Regions from separate parts of the Mus musculus genome. Here region 1 is linked to region 2. Evidence: chromatin contacts called from public HiChIP or PLAC-seq data. All regions are on one chromosome and are shown on one strand. The core of a region is the stretch at or near the end of the contact, and the rest is flanking DNA. Distances in the headings are between cores, read along the strand shown. Region 1 has its middle 10 kb from the start of Gm30470. Region 2 overlaps Ksr1 (kinase suppressor of ras 1).

Region 1 (3,583 bases), core at 889-3,388, 160 kb before region 2:
CCACCCTCCTTCAATACATAGATAACTTATTCCTTTGTGAGGCCACAGGGGAGGGCACCCCTGAGGGACCGCTTCCCTAAGCCCCCTTAATGTCTTAGCCACCAGAGTCTCTTGGGGAAAAGCACGAGAGAAGGGAAATATAGTCTGAGTTCTGGAAGAATCTGGAGTATTCTAAATTTCAAACTATAAAATATAAACCAACAGAGAGCCTTCCTATCCCAGGCTAGACCAGCACCCCAGCTGATAGGATACCTTCCTAGCTCAGACTAGACTGGCACTCCAGCAGATAGGATACCTTAGTAAGTAATCCCTACTCAGTGGCTCAGATAGACCGGATGTTTGAGATCCACAGTGGTCATGGAACTCCTGACCCCTGAGGCACACAGCAGACCTTGGGACAGCCTCTCAAGAGTTTATACCCCCTTGATTTCAGGAGGATACTTAATTTTAATTAAAAGAGACAGTTACGGTTGCCAGATAGAATGAAGTTCCAGGCTGTTCTCCTGGAAGTTCCTGAAGTGGCACATTAAAGCCCAGCTCTCTCTCAACCCTGCTGCTCTCCTCCCTGAAGAGGCAGGCCTTGAGCACTTCTGCTGCCAACTATGCAGGCTATGCAGCGTCTATGCAGGCCAGCTCCTAAGGATCACTCTCTGCAGAGTTCCAATGTCCAGTTGTTTAGGGCTGGGAATTCATTTGTTCAGGATGGAATCAGAAGATTGGGATATGCTGTGAAGACAGTTTGAGACTGAAATCCCTTCTGGCTGACACTGAAACCCCCTGAACTCAGCTCAGACAAGAGCTCTGAAGCCCAGCAGAGGAAAAAGCATAAAGATCTGTGTGGACTCGGAATATGCATACTGGGTACTGTGTGCACAGGGGGCCATCTGGGGAAGGGAGGGGACTGGTGACAGCCTCAGGGACGCCTATCAAAATCCTAAGGAGATCTGGACTGATTAGATGCAGCTCTGTTCCCTGAGTCATCGTGGCCCCGCACTGCTGAGACCACCAGAGGGGAGAAGATCCCACAATGCTCTCTTGTCCCATGGGAAACTTACCATTAGTGTTCAGGAGACACTTGGTAGACTCACCCACGTGACAGGGTTGTGGGCTGGAATGAGTAGGACAAGACAGACAAGACAGATGTCTTCTGGGAGAATCATCACCTAAGGGACTGGAGGACTCTAGGCACCCCTTTGGCAGGCCCAGACATGTTCATATGTGAAAATAATTTCTGCTCTTCTCTTTCCAGTGGGATATTTCCTGGTGGGTCCATTACTTCTTCTCCAATTGCCCACTGGCCATGACTCTCTAGCAGACCCAGTTCCACTGGTGACTGTCTCAATTCTGGCTCAAAGGAACAACAGAGGAAAGGCCCTCCAGGAAGTAGAGACCTACTGAGGGAACTCAACACACACACCTGAGACATGAGGGGCAACTCGAGTGGGCCACCTTGGAAGGTCACATGGAAAGCCCTTCTTGTCTGAGATAGAACATAAAGTTATCTTATTTTTTCAGGACAAAGGGATGACTACTTAACGAAGGAACATTCAGGACTTAAGGAACGGACAACTGGTTTGGAACAGACTTTCCAACTTCAAATTGTGGGCCTGCTGTCAGACATCTTAATCCAGATGGGACCAGAGCTATTTTGAGGTCGAAGGCCAACTCTCCTAAATCCCCGGGCAAGGACTACAGAGATCTTTACTACTGAGGGAACACTTTCCTTCTGGAAAATAGACTCCATAGCTGGAAATAGCACGACCCATGTTTACACTGCCCATGTTCCCTGGCGAGTGTTGGGGTGTTCTTACAGTTTGTGTCTTATGCTAAGGGCCTTACAGGAGTTCTCAGGAAGTCTAGCTAAGGTTTTTAGGAAGTTCAATGGATGTGGGAAAGATGATATGGGCGCCCTGGGCTGTCCTCTGTCCCATTCTCTTCCAACAACCCAAGGTTCAGCCCGTCCCACCCCTATTGCCTCCCTCGGAGGGTTCCCTTGCTGGTCCAGGGTGCAGAGGGTACTGAAGGCTGTCCTGGGCCCACATTCCTCTCACTTCCCGCCATTGTCCCTAGTTCCTGTATCCTTATCTCGACACTCTCCCCAGGCCGCCCCCAGCTGCGAAGAGTGGTGACTCATTTCCTTTCTTTCTAGTGACTTAATCCTGCCCCAGCAGTGACATGCCCTTCTGGCATCGCTGGGACTCGGAGCGTGGCACGGCTCTCCGGGGCCGGCAGGGGGCGCCAAAGCCTGCAGTGTGAGGGAACGGCCACAATCTGGGCTGGGAAATCCAAGACCTGAGGTGTATGGGACAGGGACAGTGCATTGCACATCCTGCCCAGAGGGGCTAGGAAATCACAGCTCCGCACTGCAAGGAATAATTTCATCTTCTACTCCGGCCTCTTCCTCCTGTGGTGTTCCCAACACTGTTTGCAGACACATTTCCTAAATAGTGATCACTGTGGGTCCTGCAACAGGGTTGTTCCAGAAATACTAGCCTGGGCCCTCACCAGGAAGAAGAGGATCCCACAGTTATAGATGGCCTACCTGACCCACGCCGGCCCTCTAGGCTCCCCTTTTCCTTCCCTCCCAGGTTCCAGAGAACAACAGACTTGCCTCGGTCTGGAAATCTCAGCTATTTCCCAAGAGCCACCCCGGGAGTATGAAGTAACAATAAGGCCACACAGTAGGTTTCAAGCCACACTGATCCCGTGGTTGGACTCCTCACCTCCCTGCACTCCACGAATTATGAATACAAAAGACTTGTCCTGGTATCTGAGGCAGCCAGAAAGACTTGGAAAACGAAGGGGACACAGGAAAGGGAAACCAGCCCTTCATTGAAGACTCTAAAGAACAGGAAGGAGCGGTGCAACCCTTTAATCCCAGGCAGAGGCAGTCCGAACTCTGTGAGTTCGAGTCCAGCCTGATCTACACAGTGAGTTCCAGGATAGTCAAGGCTACACAGAGAAACCCTGTCTCAAAAAAAAAAACAAACAAACAAACAAAAAAAAACCCCCACAGCAACCAATAGTTGGATGAGGTAAAAAATTCCAGGACGATTTACAACATGTGTTCCCATAGAGATTTTTTTTAATATTAGCATTTAATTAACCCCCTGGGTGGCTTCAAGCCACCAGAGCACAGGTACCTCCAACATCCTTTATCTTCTCTTCAGCTCTTCTGCCGAGGAATTTGGCCTTCATGATGACAGCTGCCTAGGGAGCTTTCCCTTTCCTAGAACAAGTTGCCGGATTGATTGGACACCACATACGGGAGCAGCTGCTGTCTTGTTTGTTTGTTTGTTTTGTAGCATTGACCCATGTCTGCTCACTGACCAGCACCCACAATTTATCCAGGTTGGCGATTGGGCAGAAGCTATGAAACTTCTTGAAGTGGTCATGCCTCACACCAACTTTCCCAAAGTACCCTGGATGATGATATTTGTCAAAGTTGATCCTGTGGTGATTCGTGCCTCCAGCATCATCTGGGTGCTCGTGGTGCTTACATATGGGACCCTGACCGCTGTGGCTCACGTGGCTCCGGAATGTTTCCTGGTCTTCCTCAGGATGGCATGGCCGCAGAAGAAAG
Region 2 (3,793 bases), core at 894-3,393:
TCTTGTGGATAATGGTTTTTATTTTCTGAGAAAGCCTCTTTCTGTAGCTTAAGCTGGCATCGAACTCACAACCTTCTCTTTACTCTGGGAGGGTGTGGAGTAAGGGAAGCATCAATTCCTCCAAGCTTGGGTGCATGTGTGTTTCTCTCATGGACCATGTCTAGCCACTTTCAACTGGCAGTGGAACAGGTCGGCTTGGAAATGTGGGCACAGGTTGTGGGTTTTGAGTGGCAGGTGTGGGCCTGGCCAGAAGCCTGTCCTAGATGACCCCTTCCTGCTGACGTTGTACTGGGGTGGGACCAGGGATGCTGGTGCAAGGGGAAGCAGGAAAGGAAGAACAATGGGGCCAGGCCTCTGGGAGATGAAGCCAGACATAGCTGGCAAGTACTTATGGAGTGACTGAATAAGCCCACTTGAACAGGACTAAAGAGCTCTGATCCACAGACCAGAACTAGTCCACTATTGTTTAAAGAATGAAGGTTCTTGATTTGGTTTTTTTGTTTGTTTATGTGTTTGATTGTTTTGTTTTTTTTCATTTTTAACTGTCAGAGAGGGGAGGGCAAAATATTTTGTGACACATGAAAATGGTATAAAATTCAAGTTTGAGAGTTACGGAGTGTCATTTGAACATGACCACACCCACTCGTTTACAGTGTCATCTTGGGGGACGTTTGGGTACAGTCATGGCAAAGTGGAAGAAGGGGCCTTTCTGTGCCTTTTCTGGGAGACTGCTATGAGGCAGGCCCTGGTGGGTAGCACTGAGGCTGGACAGTGGTACTGTGTGCAGTCTAGAACTGGAGAGCTGTACTAGGCAGTCCTGGAAAGTACCAGGAAAGGGACTGGCTTACATTGCTGAGGAGCCTGAAGTAGAGGCAGGGCTGAGGGGCAGAAGGGGAGGAGGCCTTCTGGGAGCCCCTTACAGGGGTGGGGCTGAGGGACAGGAGGGGACAGGCCTCCTGGGAGCCCCTTGCAGCTGCTTCCATCCCACTGCTAAGAGTTCGCCCTAAGTATGCTCTCATTCCAACTGTCCCCTCTACTCTGGCTGGAGGTACAGTGTGTCTGTGTGTATGTGACCCACACCAGGCGGAGCGGTCCCTGGCATAACTACTGTCCTCTCGCTGGCCCACCTGTGTTTCTAAGTATAGACGCAGGCTGCCCCGTGGCTGCTGGTAAGTCCCAGGATACCATCTGATACCCAGCGTGACCTGTGACCCTAGCCATTGCCAGCTGCTGGAGACAGGGGATGGGGACGTATTTGGCTAGACCCTTCCCTGCCTTCTGCTACAGAGAACAGAGACTAGTAGGCTCCTGTTAATGGCATGGCTTAATTGTCACAGGCTGGGCTGACAATTGGCCCTGCTTTCTCTTTATTACCAGAAAGGATAATTTAATGTCACTCACTGGAAAACATAAGTCATGGTTTGAGGGAAAGCAGCAGAGAGAGCCGAGGAGGCAAGTGTTCCCGCCACCCGCTTGTGGGCCATGTGAGCCCCAAGGCATGTTGGGTCCATGGCTGGGGCATATGGCTTCTCTCAGCTTCTACTTAGCATATTTTATCTCGGTTCAGCAGCTGGAGTGAGTAGCAGTTCTAGAAGCCATGTGGGCTTCTCAGGTTCCATCCCTGCTCCAGCTCTCCAGAGCATAGCAGAAGGAGGCAGGCTTTGTTCTTGGCTTTCAGATGGCCATTTTCTCCAGGTGGGTGGTCAGCAAGGGACCTCTCAAGCCAGAGAGGGTTTCCCAGAGGCCCTTCCCATGAGTTCCCTTGGAGCAGGAGGCAGGCTGATCCCTAATCTTGTGGTCCCCTAGCATACATGGGAGTGATTCTGGTTAAACAGACTCCCCTGTGCTGTGCTGTCTTGGTGAGTGGGTGAGTCACATCTGTGTGTGAGGTCTGGGGGCTTTGAGTTGTTTTGGCTGAGACTTGATGCCAGGACCACTCCTGGGGGTGGGGGTGCTTGGGAGGCTCCTCTGACTGTGGGGGCTGGGCTGCCACAGATATTTTCTTTTCTTCTGTTAATCCGCCCTCTTCAAGCATGTTTGCCTTTGGAACTTTCCTTAACATTGAGTCCCCACATCAGCCCTAAGAGTTGGAAGACTGCACACTTCATGTGCAGGGTGGCTGGCTCATTGAGATAGCCTGGCCACCAGGGTGCTCACTGCTGGGTAACAGGTCTCATGTGACAGCAGAGGAAGGCTTTAGAAGCCTCTGGTCTGGCTGGGCGGTGGTGGCGCGTGCCTTTAATCCCAGCACTTGGGAGGCAGAGGCAGGCAGATTTCTGAGTTCGAGGCCAGCCTGGTCTACAAAGTGAGTTCCAGGACAGCCAGAGCTACACAGAGAAACCCTGTCTCAAAAAAACAAAACAAAAAAAACAAAAACAAACAAACAAACAAACAAACAAACAAAAAAAGAAAAAAGAAGAAGAAGATGGGGAGGAGGAGGAAGAGGAAGAAGAGGAAGATGACGAATGACGACGACAACACAGGCCCTTCTCATCTGAGTTAGTTACCACCAAGTGGAAAACAACCATTCAAAGATAGTTCAAAATGTCTTTGCTATTTAAACAGACAGAGGACAGACAGACAAACCAGGGTCTTATGCAGCCTTAAACTTACTATGTACCTGGCTTTTGAAGTAGTGACCCAGCTGCTTCAACCTTCCCAGTTGTGGGTAACAGGCTTGGCACACCAAGCCCAGCTTAGTTTTGTTTTTTGTTTTTGTTTGTTTGCTTTTAATGCTAGAAGTTCTGGCACCCTTCCTGGCTTTCTCCATTCCCATAACACTGAGAGCAGTGGGTGGGTTTCTGGTTAGCTTTGGAGTTTGTGGCAGAAAACATCTAATCATAAAAGGATGGGTATAGAGATAACTCCACTGCTGCAATTTCTGGGGACTAGGGTTTCCCCCCTCCAGTTCCCCATGTGCCTCCTCATGCCACAGAGATTAAGTGGTAGAAAGAACTGTCACCCAGAAGTGACAGCAGCAGACTGGTGTAGATGGAGTGCTAGGCAGTCTGATACATCCATGTCTGGGGGTGTGTATCCATACCCCTAGAAGCCAGGCAGAAGCGCTGAGTGGCCCATGATGGGGTTGGGGCCAGGGTGGTGGAGGCTCCAGCACATGGAGGGCTGTAGGGCGGCTCTCCTCTCCAGCATTCCCGCTGCCATCCACTGTGATCTTGTCCGTCTCCTAGCACTGTTTTGAATCTGATCATGAAGAGCAGAGACGAGAGAAGACTAGAAATGCTACACTCCTGCCGTATTCAAGGGGGGAGCAGCTTGATCCCCAGGCTTCAGAGGAGCAAGGGACACTTATGGCTAATTTGAAGCTATAGGAAAAAATCGTGTCTTCTTTTTACTTTTCTTTTATGTATTAAAGAAAAGGATGCGTGCGAACATTTTAGTTCTCTTTTTCCAGGAAAGTTAATTCCCTTGGATAAAGAACAAAGGGCCTTCTGTGTTACTTAGTGGTTCTGTTGAAATGTAGGTAATGTCGGTAATTCCTCCAGGCTCTGCCCAACAGCTACCTAGCAACAGCTTACGTAGCTGCCTGCCAGATATGAACCAACCTGGGGTATAAGAACTGCTTGGCTACCCCCATTATGTATGTGTTCTCTCTTTCCCCCTCTCTCCTTCCCTCTCTGCCTCCCTCCCTCTCTCCCTCTCTCTCTCCCTCTTCTCCTCCCTCTCCCCCTCTCCCCCTTCGCTCTCCCTCTTCCCCTCTCTCCCTCTCCCTATGAGTGTATACCTGTCTGTCTCTCTGTCTATCCTCTCTTTCCATCTCCATCTCCTGTTCTCT

The links. HiChIP or PLAC-seq counts read pairs in DNA pulled down with a chosen protein or histone mark.
Region 1: a contact with region 2 is called in an H3K27ac HiChIP or PLAC-seq map of the HPC-7 cell line, with 6 times the contacts expected there. The contact joins two enhancer-like sites. A contact is called at or near these places in 4 of 15 datasets of contacts at CTCF or cohesin (the NIH/3T3 cell line and embryonic stem cells), 38 of 484 Hi-C or Micro-C datasets (8-cell embryo, B cells, CD4 T cells and 19 more), 12 of 115 datasets of contacts at active chromatin or transcription factors (CD8 T cells, the HPC-7 cell line, bone marrow-derived macrophages and 8 more) and 6 of 9 other capture datasets (adipose tissue, bone marrow-derived macrophages, embryonic stem cells and 3 more).

The regions. Positions count from the first base shown.
Region 1 is chr11:79,212,781-79,216,363 of GRCm38.p6, reverse strand. No RefSeq gene overlaps it. Among named protein-coding and RNA genes, the nearest start is that of Gm30470, 10 kb to the left of the region's middle. Within about 2 kb of position 2,138, at least 119 of the 459 cell types and tissues checked have an H3K27ac peak or open chromatin away from gene starts, as enhancers often do. A contact at or near this core is called in the G1E-ER4 cell line and the HPC-7 cell line, where this site is marked.
Region 2 is chr11:79,052,696-79,056,488 of GRCm38.p6, reverse strand. All of the region lies in intron 2 of Ksr1 (kinase suppressor of ras 1), which reads left to right. Among named protein-coding and RNA genes, the nearest start is that of Gm11201, 31 kb to the right of the region's middle. Within about 2 kb of position 2,143, at least 46 of the 459 cell types and tissues checked have an H3K27ac peak or open chromatin away from gene starts, as enhancers often do. A contact at or near this core is called in the G1E-ER4 cell line and the HPC-7 cell line, where this site is marked.